Regions from separate parts of the Sus scrofa genome. Here region 1 is linked to region 2. A link is a contact called in public Hi-C data. All regions are on one chromosome and are shown on one strand. The core of a region is the stretch at or near the end of the contact, and the rest is flanking DNA. Distances in the headings are between cores, read along the strand shown.

Region 1 (6,718 bases), core at 1,182-3,681, 73 kb before region 2:
TGGCTGCCATAACAAATACTCCAAAATCAGGTGGCTTAAAACAACCGAAATGTCCTCTCTCCCAGTTAAGGAGGTCCGAAGTTCAAAATCAGGGTGATGGCAGGGGTGCCAGCTTCTGGTGGTTCTGGGTATTCCCTGGCTCATGGCTACAAAAATCCCAGTCTCTCCCTCTGTTTGCAGCTGGCCAGTTCCTTTCTCTCTCTGTGTCCCTCTTCCATAAGTGTCTTATTCCTGACAAGAAGGAACCTTCTGCAGATGTCTGAGAGACCAGATTTTATGCAAATGCTGTCACACTCGCCATACTCTGCCCTTTGCTTTTCTTCATTTAATCAAATATCCTGAAGTCTTGCCACCTCAGTAGAAAACCGGTAAGGCTTGCATAGAATTCCACAATTCCCTGCTAAGATGACTTGTCTTCTGTATCAGTAACTATTCCAGCCACTTTTTATTCATTATCTTCCCTAAAAATCATAAGCACTTCCACTTGATGGATGAATAAACAGAGCTTTTGAGGTTAAGCAACTTGCCCCAGGCCACACAGCCTGGACATGGCCTTGTGAGGGGTTTGCCAAGCATTGCCTGCTTGTTTGTGCCACTGCCATGCTGTCTTCCACATTACCCGATTTTGTGGGTTTTGTCATTTCCTTAAAGACATTTCTCAGAATTATAAGAGCTTCAATAAGAATCGTCCCCTTGTTCCAGAAAACCAGTGTCATCATGCAATGCCCTAATAAACGTTTGTATCCAAATACTCGCATTTTGTCACTGTGTGATGTTACCAAATCTTCAGTGATATGTGTGCGTGCGCCTGCGAGCATGTGTGCGTATTTCTTTTTCTTTTTCTTTTTTAAATTTTATGGCCACACATCTGGCATATGAAGTTCCCATATCCCTCAAATTCAGAGGGATTGACTCTGAGCCACAGCTACGACATACCCAGCAACATTCGCAGACTGGATCCTTTAATCTGCTTCCCGGGGGCCATGGATCAAACCTGTACCTCCGCAGTGATCCAAGCCACTGCAGTCAGATTCTTAACCCACAGCACCACAGCAGGAACTCTTGTGTGCATGTTTCTTAAAGACTTTGGTCCAGTGTTGCCTGAAATTCCCCAAAGCCGTAGCTGATTCCTTTCTGCTCTGCCTGGTTCACAAAGCTGGTTTCCCAGCGTCCCAGACACCAGCCCTCTCTAGCTGACCCTTCTGCTCATTCAGCAGAGACCATCCACTCCTTGCTGACCGCCCCTGACCCCGGATCTTAGAAGGCTTCCCGTTAGGTTTGATGAGTAAGAATGAATAGTAAGAAGCTGGCCTTTCTCTTCCTTCTGAAAGCAGAAGTGATTCTTACCCCTGTGTTGTGAGTCGGACTGCGGAGTTTTACTTTGATTTTTTTAATGATGAGATAATGCCAGACAGTGGAATTAACTGTCGAATGATTATTTCAGATGTTCAGTTCTTTACAGAACCTCAATTAAAGAAAAGTCTTGGAAATAGGGTATCCTGGCCGGATGTGTCTGGTTAACCAGACATTCTCTTTTTGTGTCATTAAACTTGATATTGTTCTAAAATTATTCCAAATGACCTTTAAAAATTGATTTTTAGGAGCTCCCCTCGTGGTGCAGCTGAAGCGAATCCGACAAGAAACCATGAGGTTGTGGGTTCGATCCCTGGCTTTGCTCAGTGGGTTAACGATCCGGTGTTGCCATGAGCTGTGGTGTAGGTCGCAGACATGACTCGGATCCCGCCTTGCTGTGGCTCTGGCTCTGGCCGGTGGTTACAGCTCCGATTCGACCCCTAGCCTGGGACTCTCCATATGCCGCGAGAGCGGCCCTAGAAAAGGCAAAAAGACACACCCCCCCAAAAAATTGATTTTTAATTAGGCTCGTAGGATCTCAGGGTTATTTATTATTCTAGAATTGAGAATGAAAACATCTAAAAATGCCAAAATGTTGGTCAGAACTTGGAGAAATAGGATGCAATTTCCTGAACTATCCCTGAAAGTTGATTATAAAATCAACAACAATAAAAAACCCAGTTCTCGAACGTAAGAGTATTTTATTGTGAAGTATCTAAAATAATGCTCCAAAATTTCTTGATAATAGTATTTTCAATTATTTTGGAAATATTAAATATGGTGATAATAGAAACAAGGCAAAATTGAATAACTTTCCATTATGGTGATAATTTAAGTCAGCCTGCAAAACTCTTACAGATGTATATTATCTTAGAAAAACATTTTTCTTCACACTTTGTCATAAGCTGCATGTTCATATGAATTTAAAAATTTGATTACTGTTTTAGTCTGTAGCCCAGTAAAACCTGCTTCACACGTGACCTTCGAAGGGGCAATTTGTAGGCAGGAGTAATTCTAGTAATGTCCGACAGATGGCACAAAACAGTTTCTATGGTATTGCTTTACTTAAAGTAAGGACTTGCATTTTCTTCTCCTCCGAGGAAAAGTTATTTCCTCTTCTGAGAAAGAAATCTTGGTAAGTGAAAAGGTTTTTGTGGCTTTTTCAAATTCTGGAATCATTACTTCAAATAATCAAGAAAATGCTAACGATTGTGCAGGAAATAGGTAACGTTTCTTTGAAGTTTTTGCAAAATGACTTTCAGGTTTTTTAGTTTTGCTTTTGAATGTTGCAAATGTCCTTTAAATAATACAAGAACGATAAAGATACGGCTATATTGAAAGATATCAAAATAACGAGCTCTTGTCATAGTTAAGGAAAATAACTAAAATGCTTTTTCTTTCCTCTGTTTTTGTCTCTTACATTTTCTCTTTTCACTTTTTCCTAGTTCCTTGTTTTTAGTAACGTTTAGTTTGTGGCGCTAATATGGCACCTATCAAATGTTATGTATTTTTATAGTAGATACGAGTGTTTGATCCTCCCTGTCACATGGTTCTATAATTGTTTATTTGTGTCTGTCACTAATTTACAAGCTTTTGAAAGCAGGAATTATGCCGATGCTATTGATATTTAGGTCCCTAGCTAAGGTCCACTTCAGTGCTGTCACATACTACACCCTGAATAAACATTTATTAACGGAGGAAGTGGCAGAACTGGCCCAGGACTTGCCTTACTCAACTTTCTCACCTAAACTCTAACAAATAAAGCAGTATTTCTCTAGCATATTTGTTGATTTGCTCAGGAATTGCACGGTGTTTTTTCGGTTTTTCCTTTTTCAGGGTTTCAATTTTCATAGATTCTATCCATCATCCTTTTTCCCCCCTTGATATAGAGCCTCCTCTGTCTCCCCCCTCACCGCCCTTTCATTTGATGCATTAAAGGAAAAACAAAACACCTTTTACCTTTTATCTTTTTTCACTTCCTTTTTTTTAAAAAAAGTGAACTCTCTAATCTTCCGCTCTCATTTCCCTTCTTTCTCTCCTTTACAAAGACATTAAAGCATAGTTGATTTACAATGTTGTGTCCATTTCTGCTGTACAGCAGAGTGACCCAGTCATACATATATGTATAGATTTTTTTTCTCCTATCATCTTCAATCATGTTCTGTTGCAAGACGCTGGGTAAGAGTTCCCTGCGCTGTGCAAGTAGGACTTCATTGCTTAAGTAGAGAAGCTCCGGGCTTAAATGTAAACACTAGGAAGCGCCTGAGGGTATAAATGACTGGGGAGGAATATTAATGTTTTGGAGGCAGGGTGATAGAAGGGAGGCTGAACAACTTTCCCACCTAGTGCTAAGTTTCAGTACCCTGAACACACACACCGTCCAGAAACCACTGAGTGGGTTCGCTCTCAGGGATGTCAATTACCTAGTACCACGTGAAAGACGTTCTCTCTCTCTTTATACAAATAACATAAGTGCATTTCTTTAAATATAAAGTATTTTTAGGAGTTCCTGTCATGGCTCAGCAGTAGCGAACCCGACTAGCATCCATAAGGACACAAGTTCCATCCCTGGCCTCGCTCAGTGGGTTAAGGATCCGGCATTGCCATTAACTGTGGTGTAGGTCACAGACGTGGCTCAGATCTGGCCGTTGCTGTGGCCGTGGTGTAGGGTGGCAGCTGCAGGTCCAGTTTGAGCCCTAGCCTGGGAACTTCCATATGCCGTGGGTGTGGCCATAAAAAAACAAACAAATAAATAAATAATAAAATAAAATATTTTACATTAGCTGTATTTTAAGACAAGCCTTTCAACTTATAAACGATGTTAAGAAGTTACAGATTTTGGAAATATACAAAAGTATGAGGAAGGAAATTACATTCGTCAGTGATTTAGAGATCCAGAGATAACCACTAGTTGCATTTTATATATTTCCCCCTATTCTTTTTTCCCCCTAGGCATTGTGTGTATGTCAGGTTTTAATCATATTTTACAAAATTAGAGTCCTACCATACACATGATTTATTTTTTTTGGTGGGGTGGTGACACTTAATTTACTTATTTTTCATTTTTAAAATTTTATGGAAACAATCTTATATTCCATTATTCATATAACATTATTTTTTAAAAAGGCAATAGTTGAGACTGCATGCTACATCATGGTATGGGTGTACCATAACTGATTAAACACTAGTCCTTATCATTTTTTTCCAGTATTTCGTCATTTTATGAGCAGCATCCTCATAGTAATATTTTTATGTGTATTCCTTAATAAGAAAATTCCGATAGGTGGAATTCCTAAAATAAGGGTAAGCATATTTTTAAGGAATTTACAAATGTGAAAAAATTGCCCTTCAGAAAGGTGGTACTAATTTTTCATTCCTGCTGGCAGTAAATGAGTCATTTTAGTTCCACCTATCAACACTGGGTATTATATTTTTGGATTTTCCCAAATTGGTAGGTGAAAATAATCATACCTTTAAAAAATATTTAAGAAACCATTCCCATTTGATTCACTTTATCTTTTTATGCTTAAATATCTGAAATTATAGGCATTCTGACATTTCATTTCTAAATGCTTTAATTCTATATCTCTAAAAAAAGTGCATTTTCCTATAGCCAAATAACATTATCAAAAATTAACATTATTTCCTAATAGAGTCTAATACCTGGTCCATCTTAAAATCCTTTCTCACCGCGTTATTCAAATAACTTTTATAGCAGGTCTGTCTAAATTAAGATCCAATCCAATATCAGAAGTTTCACTTAGATGTTATATCCTGTGTTGCTTTAATATGCATTTTTTTATTTTTATTTTTTGAGATTGGCATTCATATTATTGACTGTTGATTTGGGGAGGTAAATTTTCTGAGCAAATAATGTGCTCTACTTAATTTTATTTTTTTTTTATTTTTTTGAGATTATTTAGGAATAAGTTTTATTTTCTTTTATGTATTTTTCCAGTTTTATTGAAATATAGACATATATTTGTTTAAGGTGTACAAAATGTTTTTTTAAAATGATTTTTATTTTTTCCATTGTTGGTTTATAGATCTACTTAATATTAAATGTTGAAAATTTGAAAAGCACAGGTAACAGCTAAGAGGAAAATAAAACCTCTTTATAGTTTTACCATGTAAAGTTAATTACTGTTAATATCCTGGTATGTATCTTACTAATTTTTCCACATGCATGTGTATGTATTAACTGCTATACATTTTGTAAACTACTTTTTGTCACATATAGTGATCAATTTTCCATGGAATTAGATTTTCATTATTTATAAAGGTCACACAGAAATATTTAATTATATGGAGATACTATAATTTATTTGACAACCTATTTTTGGACAAGCTGATTTCTTTTTTAAAAATAACTTATTTTGTACTGGTCCCGCTATTTACTCTTTCACTGGTTATAACTGTTTTTCAGTCACTTCTCCTGGATTTTTCACTTTGACAATCATATAATCTAAAAATAATGCTAATTTTATTTCCTCCCTTCTAATATTTCTGTCTCTTATTTGCCCCCTTAATTACAATGGCTAGAACCTCTAGAACCTAGTGTTAAATAATAGTGAGCATCCTTGAGGTTGATTTTAATGGAAATGCTTTGAGGGTGGGATATTGGTTTAAGTTGGATACTTGACATATTCTTTATCAAGTTTTTAAAGTACTTTTTAAATGTGTACTTTAACATGTTTTTAGTCAAAGATGAATGCTGATTTTTGTCAAGTAAATTTTTAATGTCCATGGAGGTGCTCATCTTTTTTTTCTCCTTTTTCTATTTCTGTGTTATTGTCATATATCTGCTGATAATAACCCATTCTTTCAATCCCAGAAACATCAAATTAATCATTGAGTATTATTCCTTCAGCACTGAGCTAGATTGATTTCGATTTCTTCAATCTGAGCATCTCCCCAAGACCAAATAAATGGAATTTAATCTCTTCATTTGTATTTTATAATACTTGCTCTTAGTTTTGTAATATACACACTTAAACATATTTTTGTAACAGAATCTTGAGTTGTTATCTATTGCTTCTTCTCAACCAGGATCTTAACATGCTTTTAGCCCACTCTCTCCCTCTCCCTCCCCTATTCACTAGCTCCCTTGTGATCACTGGCAATTTAAATTCCAGATTGTTATTAAACTTTTTGTCATCAATCCTTTTTGGGACTTTACAATAAATTTTCTACTTTCTTTGCAAAGTATTCCTTCTTGATTCCTATTTTTAATTTTTTTGGAGTCAGTTTCTTTTTTCAGAGGATAGTTCTGTTCATTAGTAATTCACATAGTGGGTCCGTCTTCCACGTCTTTTAGCATTTCTTTCATGTCTTTTAGCATTTCTTTCATATATTTCATCTCTTT
Region 2 (7,743 bases), core at 3,074-5,573:
TCCGCAAATCCATCAGTGTGATACACCACATTAACAAACTGAAGAATAAAAACCATATGATCCTCTCAGTAGATGCGGAAAAAGCCTTTGACAAAATCCAACACCCATTTCTGATAAAAACCCTTCAGAAAGTGGGCATAATGGGAACCCACCTCAACATGATAAAGGCCATATATGACAAACCCACAGCAAACATCATTCTCAATGATGAAAATCTGAAAGAATTCCCACTGAGATCAGGAACAAGACAAGGATGTCCGCTCTGCCACTACTCTTCAACATAGTTCTGGCAGTCCTAGCCACAGCAATCAGAGAAGTAAAAGAAATAAAAGGAATCCAAATTGGAAAGGAAGAAGTAAAACTATTCCTATTTGCAGATGACATGATACTACACCTAGAGAATCCTAAAGACTCTACCAGAAAACTGTTAGAGCTCATCCGTGAATTTGGCAAAGTCGCAGGATACAAAATCAATACACAGAAATTGACAGCATTTCTATACACTAACAATGAAAGAGCAGAAAAAGAAATTAGGGAAGCAGTCCCATTTACCATCACATCCAAAAGAATAAAATACCTAGGAGTAAACCTACCTAAAGAAACAAAAGACCTGTACTCTGAAAACTACAAGCCACTGATGAAAGAAATCAAAGAGGACACAAATAGATGGAAAGATACACCATGCTCGTGGATTGGAAGAGTTAATATTATCAAAATGACTATACTACCTAAGGCAATCTACAGATTCAATGCAATCCCTGTCAAATGACCAAGGACATTTTTCACAGAACTCGAACAAAATATGTTAAAGTTTGTTTGGAAGCACAAAAGACCCAGAATAGCCAAATACATCCTGAAAAAGAAAATGGAGCTGGAGGAATCAGGCTCCCTGACTTCAGACTATACTACAAAGCAACAGTCATCAAAACTGCATGGTACTGGCACAAAGACAGAACTATAGATCAGTGGAACAGGATAGAAAGCCCAGAATTCAACCCACACACCTACAGCCAACTAATCCATGACAAAGGAGGCAAGAATATACAATGGAGAAAGGACAGCTTGTTCAATAAGTGGTGCTGGGTAAACTGGACAGCCACATGGAAAAGAATGAAATTAGAACGCTCCCTAACACCATACACAAAAATAAACTCCAAATGGATTAAAGACCTAGATATAAGACCAGACACTATCAAACTCTTAGAGGAAAACATAGGCCAAATACTCTCTGACATAAATGACAGCAACATCTCAGATCCACCTATCAGAGTATTGACAATAAAAAGAAAAATAAACAAATGGGACCTACTCAAACTTCAAAGTTTCTGCACAGCAAAGGAAACCCTAAACAAAACAAAAAGACAACCCACAGAATGGGAGAAAATCTTTGCAAGTGAATCCACTGACAAGGGATTAATCTCCAATATGTATAAGCACCTTCTGCAGCTCCATACCAAAAAAACAAACAAGCCTATCAAAAAATGGGCAGAAGATCTAAACAGACAATTCTCCAAAGAAGGCATACAGATGGCCAAAAAACACATGAAAAGATGTTCAACATCACTCATTATTACATAAACGCACATCAAAACCACTATGAGGTACCACCTTACACCAGCCAGAGAATGGCCATCATCCAAAAGTCTACAAACAAGAAGTGCTGGAGAGGGTGTGGAGAAAAAGGAACGCTAGTACACTGTTGGTGGGATTGTAAATTGGTGCAACCACTGTGGAAAACAGTATGGAGATTCCTCAGAAAACTAAACATAGAACTACCATTTGATCCAGCAATCCCACTCCTGGGCATCTATTCAGAGAAAACCACAACTTGCAAAGACACATGTACTCCAATGTTCATTGCAGCACTATTTACAATAGCCAAAACATGGAAACAACCGAAGTGCCCATCGACAGAGAAGTGGATCAAGAAGAAGTGGTACATATACACAATGGAATATTACTCAGCCATTAAAAAGAATGAAATACTGGCATTTTTAGCAACATGGATGGACCTAGAAATTATCATGCTAAGTGAAGTCAGCCACACAATGAGATACCAACATCAAATGCTTTCACTGACATGTGGAATCTGAAAAAAGGACAGACTGAACTTCTTTGCAGAACAGATGTTGACTCATAGACATTGAAAAACTTATGGTCTCCGGAGGAGACAGTTTGGGGGGTGGAGGGATATGCTTGGGCTGTGGGATGGAAATCCTGTGAAATCAGATTGTTATGATCATTAGACAACTACAGATGTGATAAATTCATTTGAGTAATAAAAAAAATTCACATACCATTCACTTCACCATTTTGAAGTTTAAAAAAACAAAAAAACAAAAACCAACCATCCTCAAAATCTCAATGGTTTGTAGCAATAGAATGTTACTTTCCTAACCCACAGGTCTGTTGATGGTCCAGGGTGGTTCTGTTTCAGACTTCAGGTCTGGTTAGGTCTGTTCCCTGTACCTCTCATTTGAAGACAGCAGCTGCTAGTTAGGGAAGGCTCTTCTGGTGATAGCTGGCAAAGCAAAACACACCAGCACATTCGGCATTTCTGGTTGAGCCTCACATAGGTTACTCTGCATTCCATTGGCCTTTGGCCAATGAAAGTCACATGCTCATGCTGTTGTGGACATGCATGGTCTGCCTACTCTACCAGCAGCCACTGCAAAGTCACCATAGAAAGGGTAGCCATGGGTTTATATTATCCCATTATAAGGAGAGCGTGAAGTTGGAACCATTGACTTACCGGGGTTAACCAGAAAAATAATAAAACATTAACAGAAATTAATTTTAATTAATTTTAACGCAATCGAATCTATCTTTTCCGTCATAGTGTGTGCTTTCCAAGTCTTGTTTAAGAAATTCTTCTTTGCTGTATGTTAAGTTTATCTCAAAACTGAAAGAGAAAACAAAAAAGAAATTCTTCTTTGACCCAGGAACATCATTGTCTTCTTAATTTGGTTTTTCACCTCTAAGTCTTTAGTCCAGGATCTGGGTAAGGGATCTAATTTTGAATTTTTGCCAGTGGCTGACCTATTGCCCCAGCATTGTTTTTTGAGTAATTCATCCTATTCCAACTGATCTGTAAAAACACGTTTGCTGCATATCGGGTTTCCATAAATAAGGAAGTGTCTTTCTGGACTCTGTTTTGTTTCACTATTCTGTTCGTCAGCTTTTGGCTGATACTCCACTCTTCAATTATCTGCTCTTTAATTACCACTTAGAATCAGCTTGTCAAGTTCCATATATATATATAGACACACTCTAAAAGTACCCCTCAACATTTTGTTTGGCATTTCTTTGAATAAAAGATTAAAAACATCTTCAAGATAATAAATTTTCCTCTCTGTGAACACAGAATCTCTCTCCACTTATTTGGGTCATCTTGAATTACATTCACTAAAATTTTATAACTTTCTGCTTAAAGTATACCATTACTTGTCAGATTTATTCCCAGATATCTTGTTTTCTGCTATTTTAAATGATATAAAATGCAGTCTTTTTAAAACGGTGTCTTTTAATGATTTGCTGCCATTTATTGACTATAATCGGTTTTTGTATGTTGACCTCAAAGCCAGTGACCTTTATCTTAACAGCTAATTCATTGAATCCTCACTATGGGCCAGCACTGTTCCAAGCATTTTATGTGTATGCACTGCCTTCAATCTCACAACGACGCTGTGAAGGAGCTTTTCGTCTAACTATTTAGAGAGGAGAGAGATGAAGTCCAGAGAAGTGCAGAGAGGTTCAGTAAATTGTTTAAGATCATACGTGCTGGAGCCAGTGCTCCAACTCCTTCACTATCCAAGGCTATAAGCATAACAATATTCATCTCTTAACCTTAAGCTCTTCCATTAGAGCTGATAATTTGCCTGTTTATTCTCTTAAGTTTTCCATGCAAATATCAAGAATAATAAATATTTAAAAAATCAACCAGCAAACATATGGTTAAAGGCCTATTAAAGCAGGTCAAGGGGGGGTGTGTGTGTGTGTGTCTGTGTGTGTGTCTGTGTGTGTGTCTGTGTATATATGTGTGTGTGTCATTGTCTGGGTGTGTGTGTGTGTCTCTGTGTGTGTGTGTCTGTATGTCTGTGTCTGTGTCTGTGTGTGTGTGTGTGTGCTAGGAGGAGGAACTTTATGAAGGGCAGCATTCTCAAAGCGAATGGAATTCCTGGAGCCCATAGATGGCTTGTGTTCTTCCCAAGGAGCAAGGAATTTCTGGCCTTGCAGCATGTCGTCAAGCCAGGCCATCCTCAGAGAAGCCTGCAGGCTCCGGGGAGGCCTGCGTGAGGAAAGAGGCCCAGGGCCAAGCCCAACAGAGAGTGTCAAGTGACAGGCCTGTTCCTTCCCCACCCTCCACCCCCAGATGGGGCTGAATCAAAGGGCCATTCAGGCCCCTCCCTTTGACGGCCCAGGCGCTGGGGCAGTCCCCTGAGGCCGCAGTGCAACAATCCCACGGGCTTCTGCTCCAAACAGGCTTGTGTTAGAAACCACAATATACTTGGCTTCGGTTTTACGCGCATTGCTTTCCTGGTGTTGGGGAAAAAAAAAAAAAAAAAAGAATTAGAAGAATGAAAATGAGCGGTCTTGGGGGATGGGAATTCTTTTTCCAGTCTAGTGAATGAGTTTAATAAGTGGAAAAATAAAACTACTCTCCAGGAAGGGTCTTTGGAAGGGTTACTAGGCCACGGTAATTAAAAGCAAATTAAAAGGCTATATTATTCATGCAGCCTCAACCGCCTCTCTCAGCCCTGAGGGAACTGAGCCTACAGCAGGGCTTCGAGGGAGAGGGAGGGCGGGAGGGGGTGGGACCCAACTCCTCAGCCCTGTGGGCTGGTAACCCTTAAGCAGAGGTAGGGACACCCACCCCTGCGACATCCCGCCCAAATTCATGATTTAGGGAACTGACTGAAAAGCCCCCCAAACCCCACCACACCTCAGACACTTGGTCACACATTTCCAAGGAATGTTTTCTAGTGCTTTGCCTAGTGTTTAAAATTGAAAATAAAAACCAGAGTTCCTGCTGTGGCACAACAGGATCGGCAGCATCTTGGGAGCGCTGGGATGCAGGTTCTATCCCCAGCCTGGATCAGTGGGTTAAGGATCTGGCATTGCTGCAGCTGGAGCTTAGGTCGCGACAGTGGCTTGGATCAGATCCCTGGCCTGGAAACTCCATATGCTGCGGGGCAGCCAAAAAAGAAAAAAAAAAAAAAAAAAACCCCAAACCTACCTTGGATGTGGGTCGTCTTCGTCCAGTCCCTTGAATCTCTCTGAATCTGTTTCCTGTCTGTACAGGGAAGGTGCAAAAACTGGACCAGTTCTTTTCAAACGGTGCTCTCCTGAGTCCTCTCTGGAGCCTGGTGCGGGGAGGGGAAAGGAAGTATGAATGGAACTATTTAGCCCATACCTGATTCTGCCGTCTTTGACCTCAGACCGTTGTCAACACAGTTCTAACACGCCTGATTCTAGGACATCTGCCTCTGTCAGCCACCCCAGGAGGCCCCACAGGTTAGAGCCACTGGCTCTGCACGGTTTGGTCTATAGGGCCACCTTGAAGGAGGTGTGGGAGGTTCCCACCCACACGTCTCTCAAGGAGGCCAAGGAAGATGGACGTGCAGGGGGTGGTGTGAGACCCCAGGCAGCCCTGTGGCCTGGGTTCAGTGGGATCCTGCACATCCACATCTGCATGTTCACAAACTCAGATGAGATTTTGCATATGATCCTGAAACAGTTTCCCTGACAAAACTTTTTTGAACTCCAAAGTTGGGTCATGATGCTTTTCTTTTTTTTTCTTTTTTTTTTTTTTTGTCTTTTCTAGAGCCGCACCCGTGGCATGTGGAGGTTCTCAGGCTAGGGATCGAATCAGAGCTATAGCTGCTGGCCTACACCACAGCCACAGCCATGCCAGATCCGAGCCGTGTCTGCAACCTACACCACAGCTCATGGCAACACCGGATCCTTAACCCACTGAGCAAGGCCTGGGATCGAACCTGAAACCTCATGGTTCCTAGTCGGATTCATTAACCACTGAGCCATGACGGGAATGCCAAGGGTCATGATGCTTTTCCAAAGCACCCTGGTTATTCACGACCCTAGAACTGAAAATGTTCTAGGCTGTTGACCTGTTCTCTTCTATCCTTCCTCTGGTCCTGAGATCAGAAACCGTGGCTTTTTGCTCTAAATCCCTAGGACCTGGCAAAGTCCCTGCCACACAAAGGCGATTGTATTTTCCAAAAATAGCAACAGCAATATTTCCAGTGTTACACGTTCCTCCATAAAGTTTCCACTCCCCATCAGGAGAAAGCTTCTATTTCTCCTCCCCCAAGACCTGGGTTGGGGAAGGTGGACTCTGTGACTGCCTCGATAAATAGAATCCTAGAATCCGGCAGAATGTTTGGCTTCCAAGGCCAGATGATAAAAGGCAGTAAGGCTTCTGTCTGATGCTCTCTCCCTTGGGATATTAACCCTGGAAACCAGCCACCAACTTATGAGGAAGCCTTAACTAAACCATGAGGAAAGCCAGTGGTGCCCCCAGCTGACATCCAGCGTCAACTGCCAGCCAGGGAGATGAGCGGATGAGCCTTCAAGGCCTCCAGCTGCGGCCTCAGACATCACAGTGTGCCTGGTGTGCTGTATCCAAATTCTTGATCCACAGATTCTGTGAGCATAACCAATGTTTTTACTGCACCACTAAGTGTTGGGGATATTTGTCACACATCCATAGTAATTGGAACAGTGGCCAATGATAGGCGCTAAATACATGACTAGATGGTTGGCCATGGGTTCAGTCAGATCCCTGGACCCACCTAGAAGGTGGAAAAGAGACGAGCTGGTTCAGGAAATGGGTGGAAGCGTATCATGTTTCTCTAAAGTCTTAAGGCATAAATATCTGCAAGTATTGACTAAACTACTGTAGAAAAGATTCTTTTAAAAATCAGGGTCCTGGTGTCCCCTTTGTGGCAAAGCAGTAATGAACCTGGCTCGTACCCATGAGGACACAGATTCAATCCCTGGCCCCACTCTATGGGGTAAGGATCCAGCGTTGCTGTGAGCAGTGGTGTAGGTCGCAGACTCAGCTTGGATCTGGCTGGCAGCCACAGCTCTGATTTGACCCCTAGTCTGGGAATTTCCACGTGCCCCAGGTGTGGCCCTAAAAAAAAAAAAAAAAAAAAAAAAAAAAATCAGGGTCCCGTTAAGTCATGAAAAGACACGAGGAGACTTACATGCCTATGACACAAAGAAGCCTATGGATTGCCTGATTCCACCTAATCTGACATTCCGTAAAAAGGGAAAGTGTAGAAACAGTGAAAGTTATCAGTGGTTGCCAGGGGTTCAGGAGGAGGATGTGAAAAAGCAGAGGATGGGGATTTTTAGGGCATCAGAACTTTTGTCCATGGTACACCAGCGGTGGCTATGTTATTATACTTTTGTACAAACCCAGAGAAGGTACCGCACTGAGAAGGAACATTAACGTAAACTCCGGGCTTTGAGTGATAATGATGGGCCAGTGTTGGTTCCTCAGCTGTGACAAGTGTGCCACCATGGTGCTGACGGCGGGGAAGACTGGGCTTGTCTGGAGACAGGGGACACAGGAGACATAGGGGAAATCTCTGTACTTTCCGTTCAATTCCCTTTTCCTCCCACTCAGTTTTGCTGTGGACCTAAAAACTGCTCTGAAAAACAAAGGCTATTTTTTTTTTAAAGGAGGCATTGTTTAAATATGGTTGTTATTTGTTT

What was found. Hi-C and Micro-C count contacts between places; a contact is called where the count stands out from the background.
Region 1: a Hi-C map of fetal skeletal muscle shows a contact between it and region 2, with 2.3 times the contacts expected there. The contact joins the promoter of TLR6 here to the enhancer-like site in region 2. A contact is called at or near these places in 2 of 5 promoter capture datasets (fetal liver and liver), 27 of 47 Hi-C or Micro-C datasets (alveolar macrophages, blood, brain and 13 more) and 2 of 2 datasets of contacts at active chromatin or transcription factors (alveolar macrophages and skeletal muscle).

Annotation. Positions count from the first base shown.
Region 1 is chr8:30,176,363-30,183,080 of Sscrofa11.1, reverse strand. It overlaps TLR6 (toll like receptor 6), which reads left to right and starts at 2,431. Exons shown (of 2, transcript NM_213760.2): 1 at 2,431-2,488.
Region 2 is chr8:30,103,996-30,111,738 of Sscrofa11.1, reverse strand. No RefSeq gene overlaps it. Among named protein-coding and RNA genes, the nearest start is that of TLR10, 27 kb to the left of the region's middle. Within about 2 kb of position 4,323, at least 33 of the 83 cell types and tissues checked have an H3K27ac peak or open chromatin away from gene starts, as enhancers often do. A contact at or near this core is called in brain, embryonic fibroblasts, epiblast stem cells and 4 more, where this site is marked.